Regions from separate parts of the Sus scrofa genome. Here region 2 is linked to region 1. Evidence: chromatin contacts called from public promoter capture Hi-C data. All regions are on one chromosome and are shown on one strand. The core of a region is the stretch at or near the end of the contact, and the rest is flanking DNA. Distances in the headings are between cores, read along the strand shown.

Evidence for each region. Promoter capture Hi-C pulls out the DNA fragments that hold promoters and counts their contacts.
Region 2: a contact with region 1 is called in a promoter capture Hi-C map of fetal liver, with 4 times the contacts expected there. The contact joins the promoter of DCAF12 here to the promoter of NOL6 in region 1. A contact is called at or near these places in 2 of 5 promoter capture datasets (fetal liver and liver) and 1 of 2 datasets of contacts at active chromatin or transcription factors (alveolar macrophages).

The regions. Positions count from the first base shown.
Region 1 is chr10:33,019,204-33,026,181 of Sscrofa11.1, forward strand. NOL6 (nucleolar protein 6) reads left to right here and starts at 2,832. Exons shown (of 26, transcript XM_003130678.4): 1 at 2,832-3,019; 2 at 4,480-4,683; 3 at 4,765-4,881; 4 at 6,478-6,657. The coding sequence starts at 2,966.
Region 2 is chr10:32,669,710-32,676,687 of Sscrofa11.1, forward strand. DCAF12 (DDB1- and CUL4-associated factor 12) reads left to right here and starts at 4,273. Exons shown (of 9, transcript XM_021064687.1): 1 at 4,273-4,669; 2 at 6,013-6,267. The coding sequence starts at 4,592.

The DNA.
Region 1 (6,978 bases), core at 1,582-4,081:
GTGGTGTAGGTCGAAGACAAGGCTCAGATCCTGTGTTTTGTGGCTCTGGGGTAGGCCGGCGGCTACAGCTCCAATTAGACCTCTAGCCTGGGAACCTCTATATGCCTCATGAAGCGGCCCTAGAAAAAAAGGCAAAAATACCAGGAAAAAAAAAAAAAGCATAAAACTGGAATTATCTTGTGGTTCGGCAGTTTAAGGGTCTGGTATTATTACTGCAGTGGCTTGGGTCACTGCTGTGGCACAGGTTTGATCCCTGGCCTGAGAACTTCTACATGCTGTGGGCATACTCCCCCACCCAAAAAGGATGAAAAATAAAGTAGTGAATGAGACGGAAATGATTAGTTCCTGCCTTCATGGAGTTTATGTTCCTAGCTAGTTGAGACAGAAACACACAAAAATAAGTAATTAGTAGACAATATTGTTGCAAGTTTTGGTGAGTATTAATGAAGATGATTGGGGAGGGCTACCACTGAAACTGTTGGGGTGGATGCAATTTTATTTATTTGCTTTTTTTTTTTTTTTTGTCTATCTTTCTAGGGCCGTACCCGCGGCACATGGACATTCCCAGGCTAGGGGTCAAATCAGAGCCTACGATGGAGCCACAGCAATACAGGATCCAAGGTGCGTCTGCGACCTACACCATGGCTCACACCAACACTGGATCCTTAACCCACTGAGTGAGGCCAGGGATCGAACCCACAAACTCATGGTTCCTAGTCAGATTCGTTAACCACTGAGCCATGACGGGAACTCCTTTTCTTTCTTTCTTTTTTTTTCTTCTGTCTTTTTTGGGCCACACTGGTGGCAAGTGGAAGCTCCTAGGCTAGGAGTCGAATAGAGCTGCAGCTGCAGGCCTACACCACAGCCACAGCAATGCCAGATCCACGCTTCATCTGCAACTGTATCACAGCTCATGGCAATGCCAGATCCTTAACCCCACTGAGTGAGGCCAGGGATTGAACCTGCATCCTCATGGATACTAGTTGTTTGTTACCACTGAGCCACAATGGGCACTCCTATTTGCAATTTTAAATGAAGGCAGGGTCAGAAGAAACCACTTGAGGTTATGTTTAAATAAACAGAGGAACCAGCCTATGAAATGTTAAAGCAAGAGCATTATTCCAGGTTTCTGACTTGTGATCCTCATGTCTTATTTATCTTTATCCTTGACACTGAGCACAGAGCCTGGCATTTAAGGGTCATCAGATGTGGAGTGAGTGGTTGACTGATCTCTCACCTCTGTGGTCTTCCTTAAATTTCAACTGTGGTTATTCCTCTTCTTGGCTAACTCAAACTCAAATCATGCTTCAAGACTTAGTACAAGTCCCATCTCTTCCAGGAAAGCTTCCTTAACAATCAAAACACTCTACAGTTATAAAGAAGGAAGTCCTGCCATTTGTGACAACATGATGAACATTGAGGGCATCATGCTAAGTGAAAGAAGTCAGAGAGAGACAAATACAAGTATTGTAGTATTGCATATGTGGAATTCAGAAAAACTAAACCCAGGGTTTCCATTGTGGCTCAGCAGGTTAAGAACTGGTCTGTGAGGTCCATCTCTGGCCTCGCTGGTTGAATTAAAGATCCAGCATTGCTGCAAGCTGTGGCCTAAACTGAAAATGCAGCTCAGATCCCAGGTTGCTGTGGCCGTGGTCTATGCTGGTGGCTGTGGCTCCCATTCGACCTCTAGCCTGGGAACTTCCATATGCCACAGGTGTGGCCATAAATAACCAAAAAAGCTAAACCCATAAAAAGAGAAATTGGATTGGTAGTTGCCAGGGCCTGGAAGGTGGAAGAAATGAGATGTTGGTTAAAGGGTACAAACTTCCAGTAAATGAGGACAAACTTCTAAGTATCTAATGTACAGCATGGCTCTGCAAAATAGTAAAACATAAGTACACAAAGACAAAGCAAATTTGGCATTTATTAATACTAGGTTATGATGGGTAGGTGAAGAGTATATGGATGGTCATCATATTCAGCAAATTTGGAAAATGTAATAGAGAAAAGCTATTACAATAAACCAGGCACAAGACGTGCGAACTGGACTAAACTTGGCAGTAAAAACAGAGGAGTTCCCTTGTGGTTCAGCGGGTTAAACATCCGGCGTTTTCACTATAGCAACTGGGAGTAACTGCTATGGCAGGGATTCCATCCCTGGCCTGGGAACTTGCACATACTTCTGGTACGGCCAGAATAAATTTCTTTAAAAAACAAAGAGACAAGAGTGAGTAAATTCAAGGTATATTTTAGCGGTAGAACAGATAAGACTGGTTAACTGGGAGTTCCCGTCCTGGCTCAGTGGTTAACGAATCCGACTAGGAACTATGAGGTTAAGGGTTCCATCCCTGGCCTCGCTTAGTGGGTTAAAAATCCGGTGTTGCCGTGAGTTGCGGTGTAGGTCGCAGATGCGGCTCGGATCCCGCGTTGCTGTGGCTCTGGCATAGGCCGGAGGCTACAGCTCCGATTAGATCCCTAGCCTGGGAAGCGGCCCTAGAAAAGGCAAAAAGACAAAAAAAAAAAAAAAAAAAAAAAAAAAAAAAGGTTAAATGGTAAATGAAAAAAGAAGAGGAATCACCGGGGTAAATAAACAAACGCTCACCACAGAAACTCAAACCAGCCCCGCCCTTACCCTTTAGACCCAAGTGCAGGAAGTGAGGGAAAGGAAGCTGCGCCAAGCGTCAGGCAGGCTTCCGGTCTGGCGTCGCAAAGAAGCCGGAAATCGGAGAACCCTGTTTGGCCCCTCCCCCATAGTGGGCGGTCTTGGAGAGTGACAGAGCCCAATGGCGAGCGAGTCGATGGGCACTCACCCAATGGCTCTGGAGCTGGGCGGAGTCCTGCGCCACGAGGCTTGCTGACAATCGTGCCAGCATTTCTGCCCGTGCTTGGGCATTTCTGCCAACGTGGGAAGAAGTTGTAGAGCAAGCGGAATTTAAACCCAAAGTGCCAGCAGGATACCAGAAGGATGGGGCCCGCACCTGCGGGAGCGCAGCATCGCGGAACTGCTGAGGAGCCGGAGGTGGGAGAACCATCTGGGAGGAAGGAATGCAACATGGGGAGGGGGGAACGGCAGAGCCTGATAGCTCGCCAACAAGGGGCACTAGGGCGGTACCTTCTGGAGGAGCCCCATTCCCCCAATGTTTCCAGCCCGGGGTACCGAGACAGGGCTTGGTAAGGGAGATGGATAGAAGCACTAAAGCCTATTGAGCTTCTCTCTTCCCTAGCTCTACACCTTGAAATTGAAGTGGCCCCAGCCCCCACCCCACCACACCCCACTCCACTCCACTCCGCAGCTTGGATCATTTCCCTGACCAGGTCCTCCTTGATGCTGGGTGGGATCTAGTTCTGGGCTCCCCACATGGTGGCGCTCCTAGAGCGCTCCAGTAAGGCTCTTCCGGGTGTGGGAACCTGGAGGGGGGCGGGGCCCGCTGTAGGGGAGAAGGTTTAGGATCCCTCAGATCAGGGTTTGAAGCCTTCTCACAGTATAGGCATACCAACTGTGGAAGCTCTCGGGGCTTCGTTCTAGCGTTTTCAGTTAGGATTGTTGTGAGAATTGGATGATTTACTGTATATCCTTCAAAACCAGTAGGCTCTTTCCATTACTGAGCACTTAATGTATCCTGAAGTCTGTTGTTGTCAGGGCTTGCATGCTGTCGTGGTGTGTGTGTGTGTGACCTGGCAGGGTTTAGATAGAGTAAGAGTGGAGATGGCATTTGCAAAGTCCTAGGACTAACCCAGCAGCAGAAGCAGCTCCTTATACTTGAAAGCACAGGAGCTTAGGCATTGCATTGGGCAGGGTACAGCCAGCTACCACTCCTATCAGCTCCAAGCAGAGCTCCATGCTTGTGCTGTCAAGTATACGGGGAACCCTCAACTCAAGGAGTTTTTGGTCTAGAGCTCAGTAAACTTCTTCTCCTTCCTCTTCTGCCACAATGTGATATGGGATCTCAGTTCCCAGACCAGGGATTGAACCAGGCCACAGTGGTGAAAGTGCTAAGTCCTGACCACTAGATGACCAGGGAACTCCCCAAGAGCTCAGTCATATTCTTTTTTTTTTTTAAGGGCTGCACCCGTAGCATATGGAGCTTCCCAGGCTAGGGGTCTAATCAGAGCTATAGCTGCTGCCCTACACCACAGCCACAGCAACACCAGATCTGAGCTGCAACTGTGACCTGCACCACAGCTCACAGCAACACTGGATCCTTAACCCACTGAGCGAGGCCAGGGATCAAACCTGCAACCTCATGGTTCCTATTCAGATTCGTTTCCACTGCACCACAATGGGAACTCCAGTTATATTCTTTTAAGTGAAAATTATTCTGTTTTACACATTCTAACTTCTATTCAAAGGAGAGACCAGGAGCAGATGAAGTTTTTACCCACATCATCTTTTACCCACATTGTACCATGGTGGCCTGTCAGGCATGGGTACTAGGTATCTATGATCTCACCCTGGCTTCTCCCTCTCACTGACCACAGATGATGGAGTCAGCTCTCGAAGGCCCAGTCAAGGAGGGGAAAAGGGATTCCTCAAAGAAGCGTCCAGTGGCTGGGTCTCCAGTGGGTCTTCTGCAGCCAGTGAAACTCAGCCGGGCAGAACTGTACAAGGAGCCTACCAATGAGGAGCTGAATCGCCTTCGGGAGACTGAAAGTCTGTTCCATTCCAGCTTGCTCCGATTACAGGTACTGAGTGGCTGGGGCATGGGTTAGAGGGGCAGGCTTGAGCCTCTGAGGCTGAAGTACTCTCCCTGCCCCTTCTTATAGGTAGAGGAGCTACTAAAGGAAGTGAGGCTATCAGAGAAGAAGAAGGAGCGGATTGATGCTTTCCTACGGGAGGTCAACCAGCGAATCATGAGGGTGCCCCCAACCTCTGAGACAGAGGTAAGGCAGGTAGTGAGGGGAACTGGAAATTCCAGAAGATGTCCTTGGAGGCCTTGCTATTCTAGGGTGCTGGAAGCTTATTCTCACTGTCTGGAGGCTCAGCTGCGAATGCAGTCAATCATGTGTTCGTTCATTGATTTAGCAAACACTGTGTGCCTTGCAGTAGTTATATTCTTAGGACACATCAGTGAACAACGCAGCCTATGTTGTAGTGTTGGACTTAATGGACGATAGATAGTGAACATGACAAGGCAGTGTTAGAAGGTGGTAAACATTATGGAAAAGGGAGGGGAAGAACAAGGGACGGGGACTCTGGTACATTCTTTGCAATGAATGAGGGTGGAAGGAGGTGAGTTCAGAAAGATAAGGGAGGAAGGGGCTCATCATGCAAGGCATTGTGCACCAAAATAAGGACTTCTACTGTTGCTGTGGATAAGATGGGGAACAATTGCAGGGTTCATTTTTGTTTTTGTTTCCCTTTTTTTTGTAAAATGATGATGTGATCTAACTTCAGTATTAAAAAGTTCACTCAAGGGAGTTTCCATTATGGCTCAGCGAGTTACAAATCTGACTAGTACCATGAGGACATGGGTTTGATCCCTGGCCTCGCTCAGTGGGTTAAGGATCTGGTGTTGCCACGAGCTGTCGTGTAGGTTGCAGACACAGCTTGGATCCAGTGTTGCTGTGGCTGTGGTGTAGGCTGGCAGCTGTTGCTCTGATTTGACCCCTAGCCTGGGAACTTCCATATACCACATATGTGGCCCTAAAAAACAATGACAACAAAATTAAAAGAAATAAAAACATAAAAAGTTCACTCAGGCTCTTGTGTTAAAAGTAGACTGGGGGAATTCCCTGATGCACAGTGGGTTAAGGATCAGGTGTTGTCACTGCTGTGGTGGTCACTGCTTTGGTGTGGGTTCAGTCCCTGGCCTGGGAACTTCTGCATGCCAAGAGCATGGCCAAAAGAAAAATAGAATGGAGGGGGACAAAGGGGAAATCTGGGAGATAAGTCAGGAACCTATTGTGCAATGTTCCACTAGAAAATGCCTCAGACTATGGTAGAAGAATGGAGAAGTGGTCAGTGTCTGGATGCCTTTTGAAAGTGAAATGAGTGTTTTTAACAGATAAGTCAAGGTGATTTAAATGTTTTTTTAGCTTGAGCAGTTACTATGAAGTTGCTTTAACAGGGAAGACATGTCTACAGGAAGATTAGAAGTTTGGTTTCAAACATTCTAACATGCTGATACACATATATATTTGTCTTTTTAGGGCTGCACCTGCGGCATATGGAGGTTCCCAGGCTAGGGATCAAATTGGAGCTGGAGCTGCTGGCCTACGCCATAGCCACAGCAACAGCAACATGAGATCCAAGCTGTATCTGCGACCTACACCACAGATCATGGCAATGCTGGATCCCTAACCCACTGATCAGGCCAGGGATCAAACCTCCGTCCTCATGGATGCGAGTCAGATTCGTTTCCACTGAGCCACGACGGGAAATTCTGACATATTGAATTTGAGGTGTCTACTAGACATCAAGGGGACATGTTTGGAAGGCAGTCAAATTATTATGTGTCACCGTCTCTCTCCCTTCAGCTGACAGACCAGTCATGGCTCCCGGATGGAGTTCGAGTCCCCCTCCACCAAGTACCCTATACTGTGAAGGGCTGCTTCCGCTTCCTGGCTCCAGCCCAGGTCACTGTTGTGGGCAGTTACCTTCTGGGCACCTGCATCCGGCCAGACATCAATGTGGATATGGCATTGACCATGCCCAGGGTAAGGTCCAGAGTCTAGGGGATGGGGAGGTCTGCCATTTCAACACCTTCAAATCCCTGGATCCCTCTCTTTTCCCCACCTGCCATTTGCCAGGGCATTGAAATCTGCATTCTAAATCAAAAGAAAGACCACTGCAATTGTCCTGAGGGAGTTAGATAGGCCCTTTGAACCTTGCCGTCCTCATTTGAGAACTGGATGTGGTATTGCTAGCCTTGGCTCAGGCATCCTAACCAGCAGAATATCCCTGGGGTGGCCAAGCTGTGACTCTCACTTTGGCTTCATCTTGGTCCCTAAGCTCTCCAACAACAAGCACTTAAGTCA
Region 2 (6,978 bases), core at 3,023-5,522, 350 kb before region 1:
AGCTGTAGCTCCCATTCAACCCCTAGCCTGGTAACTTCCATATGCGTGGGTGCAGCCCTTAAAAAAAAAAAAAAAAAAAAAAAAGATAATTATCTGCATAACGCAAAACAGAATAACAAAAGAGATCAGAGTAGATGCTGGTGATCCTTTGAGGAGACTTTCACAAGTGGTGTGACCAGTAGGTGATAGACTTGGACTAGAGTAATGGAGAGATGTCAATTGACTCAAGATACTTAGACGGTGATGGAATAGATGCATGAGCGTGTGTGAGGAGAGGATGTAAGAACTGGGAGAGACAAAGGTGATTCTCAGATTTTCATCTGTCTAGAGGGTATTTTTGTTGTGTTCTATTTATAAAGTTGAGGGCAATACATTGAATTCAGTGTCCTCTCAAGTTCATTCCAGCCTACAGTTACGGTTTTTAAATTTTTCCCCTTCCTAGTCTGATGGTCTCTTAGAAAGTACAGAAGAACCCAGGTGAGATAATTTAGAATGTGTATGTATTTATTTATTTTTCCCTTTATTCTGCTGCACCTTCAGCATATGGAAATTACCAGGCTAAGGGCTGAGTTTCTTTATATTGAGGTATACTTACATAAGCTGCACAAATCTTTTTTTTTTTTCCACTGTATCTGTGGCATGTGAAAGTTCCCAGGCCAGGGATCTAACTCAAGCTACAGCAGCGACCCAAGCCACTTCAGTGACAACTGAGAGATCCTTAACCCACTGTGCCACAAGAGAGCTCCTAAACTGCACAAATTTTAAATGTACACTTGACAAAATTTTACACATGCATACACTAGTATAATCACAAGAGGGAGTTCCCGTTGTGGCTCAGCAGTTAACGAACCCAACTAGCATGAGGACTCGGGTTCGATCCCTGTACTCACTCAGTGGGTTAAGGATCTGATGTTGCTGTGAGCTGTGGCTCAGATCCCAAGTTGCTGTGGCTCTGGCGTAGGCCAGCACCTGTAGCTCTGATTCAACCCCTAGCCTGGGAACCTCCATATGCTACAGGTGTGGCCCTTAAAGACACACACACACACATCACCACAAGATCAAGCTATGGAAATTGCCTGCACGGCAGAAGCCTCCTTGGGTTCTCTTCCCAGCTAGTAACCACAAAGAATAATGACTATTCTGACTTCTATTACTGTAATATTGTGATATAATAAGAAATATATATATAGTTAGTTAGTCTTTATCCCTGGTGCATGGCACAAGAGCACCTAAAACTCTTGTAATTCATAAGCGATAATGCTAAGAGGAGCAGCTTTTGCTATTCATAACTCCCTTTTGGTATTTGAAATTATGTTAATGGGATGACTCAAGATGGGCCCCTAGATATATTTAGGATGGAGGCTAGTTGCCAGAGGAACAAACCTTTCATTATAGCTTTGGAATTTTCATTCTTTTTTTTCTCTTATTATGGCTGTACTTTCGGCAATTAGAAGTTCTGCCTAGGGGTTTTATCAGAGCTGCAGCTGTTGGCCTACACCACAGCCAGAGCAATGCCAGATCCAAGCCATATCTTCGACCTATGCCACAGCTCATGGCAATGCCAGATCCTTAACCCACTGAGCAAGGCCACAGATCGAACCCACATCCTCATGGATATTAGTCTGGTTCTTAATCTTCTGAGCCACAACAGGAACTCCAAGAGCATTGGAACTTTCAGCACCACCTTCCCAATGTCTAGGAAAGGGAGAGGGACAGGGAATTAATTACCAATGGCTAACGATTTAATCAATCATGTCTACGCAATAGAACCTCCATGTAAACCCTCAACTATAAGGTTTGGAGAGCTCCAAGTTGGTGAACATATCCACATGCCATGGGGGTGGCACACACCAAACTTTCTGGGGACAGAAGTTCCTGTGCTCAGGACCCTTACAGATCTCATCCTATGAAACTTTTCATCTAGCTGTTTATGTGTGTCCTTTACAATATCTTTTATAATAAACCAGTAATAGTTTTTATTTCCAAGTTCAGCGAGCCATTATAGTAAATTATCGAGCCTGATAAATTCATGGAAATCCTGAGTTTATCTTTTTTAATATTGATTGCCATTTGAACTATTTCCAATTTAGGCCTACTTTGAATAAAGTTGCTATGAATATTCTTGTAAATGACTTTTGGTGGACATAAACATTCATTTCTTTTGGGTTTACAAAGTAGAGCCGCTTGGAGTTCCCATCATGGCTCAGTGGTTAACGAATCCGACTAGGAACCATGAGGTTGTGGGTTTGATTCCTGGCCTTGCTCAGTGGGTTAAGGATCCGGCGTTGCTGTGAGCTGTGGTGTGGGTCGCAGATGCGGCTCGGATTCCACATTGCTGTGGCTCTGGTGTAGGCCGGCGGCTACAGCTCCGATTTGACCCCTAGCCTGGGAACCTCCATATGCTGTGGGAGCAGCCCAAGAAATCGCAAAACAAAACAAAACAAAACAAAAAAACAAAGTAGAGCTGCTTGATGATAGGGTACATGTATTTAGCTTTGGTAGGTACTGCCACAGATTTTTTCCAAATTGTTTGTGCCAATTTACACACCCACTCGAGAGTTCTAATCATTCTACTTTCTCACCAATTCTTGGTATTATCAGTCTTTTAAAAGCAATTATAAACTTTTAAACTTCCAAATAAATCTTCATTCTATTTTGTTCCCACAGAAATGGTGAGCTCTGCATTCAGGGATAGTTCCTGGGATGTCAAAATGAAGTGCACCAAGCTTGAGGATAAGCCTAAGACCTCTGACATGAACAGAGACCAAGATTCAAATGCAGCCAAGCATTAGCTTAGAGATTCTCAAAGGAATTCCAGACTCTTGGCCAATGGGCTCCTGGGTCATCCAGAGCATTGTGAGGCAAGACAGAACTGGAACAACTGGCTCAAAAAAGGAAAGCTGACCCACTGCTGACCCACTTGGGTGTATGTCTCTGAAGAGATAGTCCTGACTAAGTAAGATGGGGCTGCCTTTCCCGAGGTGGCATTAGGGATTAGCTGCAGTGCTGACTTGGGATGGCGGAAGACACTGTCTCAATCTGGTTTTTGGTTCGGCTTGGAAAACAAATCCAAATCTCCTTGTAGGCAGAACTTCAGATGGGCCAACAGAGCTCCCTGCAGGTATGAGGCCTGAAGCCTGAAGGGATGGATGAGCAGGTAACTGGGCACTAAAGCCTGAGGCCAGTCAGCCCCAAGCCAAGCAAGAGCTTCCTGCTTCCTCAAAGGATTTCTTTATCTGAGCAAAGTGGGGGCTGGCACTCAAATCCCTACACAATCTTCTGAAAACGGAGGCAAGGGTGATTCTGAAGGAAGAGCGCTTGTCCGGTGACCAATGCCAGCTTTAACTATACTGACAGGTCAAACGCCACTCTTCTCGGTGGTTTAGAATTTCACCCAATCTGCCCTGATGGAGACGCAACTTGGGCCCCAAGAGAGAAGCAGGGAGTGGCAGACAGACCTCTGTTCCAGTCCTTAGCTTAGAACTGCATGGGAGACTAAGAAATATAAATCACGGAGGGAGGCCTATTTCGTAGAGCACAAAAGACAGTGCGGCCAGGAGGTAGTGGGACGCTAAAGGGCAGTGAGGTCCCACGCAGCAGCTAAGGGAGAGGTGACTGGAAGGCTGTTGCGGTTAGTACAGCGACGGGGGGGGGGGGGGGGGGCAGCCGAGGGAGGGAGAAGACCGGGTGGAAAATGAAGCCCAAGAGCACCCCAGGAGTTGGGGAGAGGGCAGCCAGAGGCCCCTGGGATGGTGTTGGTGGGGGAACCCGGGCAGGGCCGGACAAGTTCTCTACAGTGTGAAAGTCTGAACAAACTGCTGTGGATTTCGAGCCGGACTCCACCTTGCGGGGTCGAGAGTGGGTGTGGCGGGAGAGGGTAGTTATGCCTCTTCCCGAAGTGTCCAATCCTTGGAGCCAGGGCTCGGTTTAATAGAGTTCGGGGAAACGTGCAGCCTTCAAAAGGAGATAACCAGAAGCGACTGCGGGGTAAAGGCGTGTTAGGAGGGATTCCTTCTCCGAGCGAGGTGCCTGCGCTGGGCAAGCGGGCGCGCAGGGCGGTGAAGTCGGCGGGTAGAACCTAAATTCCTTTACCCGCAAGTCGCACATCTCCAGCGGTCGTCAGACGGCGGTTGAAAAATGTCCGGAGCGCGGCGCGGGGGGCGGGGAGGGTGGGGTTAAGCAACAGCCACAAACTCTACTGCGAACCCCAAACCCCGCCCCCTAGTCCCGACCGCGTCTCCTAGACGACGTGCTGCCAAGTGCGGCTGCGCGAGGGTGACGGAGCGCGGGCGAAGGGGAGGGGTGTTTTGGTTCCAGCCGCTCGCCGTCCTTTCCAGACTCCGTCGTCGTAAAGCTTCGGGTTCCTGCCTCCCCTTCCCCTTTCCCTTCCCTTTCCCGGCCCCAGTCCTCCTTCCCTCCTTCCCTTCTGCTTACCTTCCTTATTTTCTACTGCCGCCCGGGGTCCGGGTCATTTTCCGGGCCGAGCGCGCTAAGGTGCGCGGCCCCGGGGCCCAGTATATGACCCGCCTTCTTGCTCCCCCACGCTTCCCCCGCCCCATGTGGCTGCGGGGCCGCCGCGGCGCTGCCCACTATGGCCCGGAAAGCAGTTAGCAGGAAGCGGAAAGCGCCCGCCTCGCCGGGAGCTGGGAGCGACGCTCAGGGCCCACAGGTGAGGGCTGAGAAGTGGGAGCCGGGTGATTAGACCGAGACACCTAGGGAATAGGGTTCGCAGATGAGGAAACCTTAACGGGGTCCAAGATCTATAGTCGGGGGTTTGGAGGGGGGGAGCTGGAGGTGGAGGGGAAGAGCAGAACCTCGGTCTGTAGAATCAGGGATGGGCCCTTAGGAGTTCACTGGAAAGCAGAAAGACCGCAGGGCTGAGGAGCTAAAGGGGAACATGAGAATGAGGTATATTCCAGGGAGGCCTGCAGCCGGGAGTGGGGTTTGGGGAGAAGCAATCTGGGTTTAAAGGAAGGGGATCAAAAGGAATCGAAGGAAGGGAACAAAACCTCCCACAAATACGTGAAGGGAAAGTTAAGCCCCCCTTCCAGTGGCCGGGGGAAGCGGAGATGATTGCGTATCTCATATAGGAATGAGCCTCCCTAAGGATCCTCAAGCCCTGAGCTGGGTCTTTTGGTACTTGGACGCCTAGGAGAGACAGCAGTTTTCAGGTATCACTCCTATCCAGCTCTCTTTGGCAGGGAAGACCTTGGTGGTGGTATTCAGACTCAGATTTCCCATGCCTGCCACCCCTTTGGTGTTTAATTTTTCAAATTTTTCAACTGTCTGGAGCATGGACCTGGTGACAGGAAGGTGGCCATTGCCTGAAAGACCTGGGATCCTAGTCAGGCTCCTTGGGCTGCACCTTCTATGCTCTGCAGGGAGTGCAGGCCGAGACAGAGAAGGGGGCCATTAGAGATGTAGTCCAGGTCTGTCTCTGCCCTTTATTCCCTCCCCTATCAAAAGTACTCAGGTACTTTTAGATACCTGAATCCTTCACTTCTAAGAAGACTTAGTTTTCTTTTGTCCTTTTTTCTGCTTTCATGTCCTTGTCTTTCAGCCCTTGTTTCCTGTAGGTAGGTTTGACTATGAGCAGCATCTTTTCAATGTTGGGAGAGTTAAACTGGACTTTAGATTGACTTTGCTGTCTTTTGTTTTGTATTGTATTTTTTTTTTTTTGGTCTTTTTTTTTTTTGCCATTTCTTGGGCTGCTCCCGTGGCATATGGAGGTTCCCAGGCTAGGGGCCGAATCGGAGCTGTAGCCAGCCTACACCAGAGCCACAGCAACGCCAGATCGTTAACCCACTGAGCAAGGCCAGGTATTGAACCCGAAACCTCATAGTTCCTAGTCGGATTCATTAACCACTGCACCACAATGGGAACTCCTAGTATTGTGTTTCTGTTGTATGTAAATCCTGCAGAAAGAATTTTTGTTGAGTTCCTTAATACAGTAGGATCTCTCCATCTGACAAAGGTAGCAAAAGCCTTGATTTTTAATTTTGCTTTCCACAGTTTGGCTGGGATCATTCACTGCACAAAAGGAAAAGACTCCCCCCAGTGAAGAGATCCTTAGTGTACTACCTGAAGAACCGAGAAGTCAGGCTACAGAATGAAACCAACTACTCTCGAGTGTTGCATGGTTATGCAGCACAGCAACTTCCCAGTCTCCTGAAGGAAAGAGAGTTTCACCTTGGGACCCTCAATAAAGTGTTTGCATCTCAGTGGCTAAATCATAGGCAAGTGGTGTGTGGCACAAAATGCAACACGGTAAGTGTCTGGGATGGGTTAAGTGTCTCTTAGTCCTGGATATGTGGCTCCACATGCTCTAGGATCACTCACTGCTGGTTTTCCCCATTAGTTCTTTTGGGAGGACATTGCCTTATTCTCCTCTCCATTCACTCCTATCTGTTCATGACTTTTTCTCTTTTTTTATTTGTTTTCTTACTTCCATACCTCATTTCTGATAAATCTTCAGAGGAGTCTATTTCTTTAGGTCTCTTGCCATGTAGGTATGCCACTGCTTCTAGATTTTCTTCTTCTTTGTTTTTTAAGTCAGAGGCCTAGGAGGAAAGACAGGAAAGAATGATGATCAGGGCATCATTCAGGATATAGGATATATGTTTTGCTCTGCCATCTTTTTTTAAAGGCTGAACCCGTGGCATATGGAAGTTCCTAGGCTAGGGGCTGAATTGGAGCTGCAGCTGCAGGCCTACACCACAGTTCATGGCAATGCCAGATCCTTAACCCACTGAACGAGGCCAGGGATCAAACCCTTGTCTTCATGGATACCAGTTGGATTCATTTCTGCTGCACCACAGTGAGAACTCCAGGATACAGGACAGTAAAAACCTAGGTGTTGTCTGCTAGCCTAAGGGCATATGTAGAAGTATTTTATTTATTTATTTTTTTTGCCATTTCTTGGGCCGCTCCCGTGGCATATGGAGGTTCCCAGGCTAGGGGTCGAATCGGAGCTGTAGC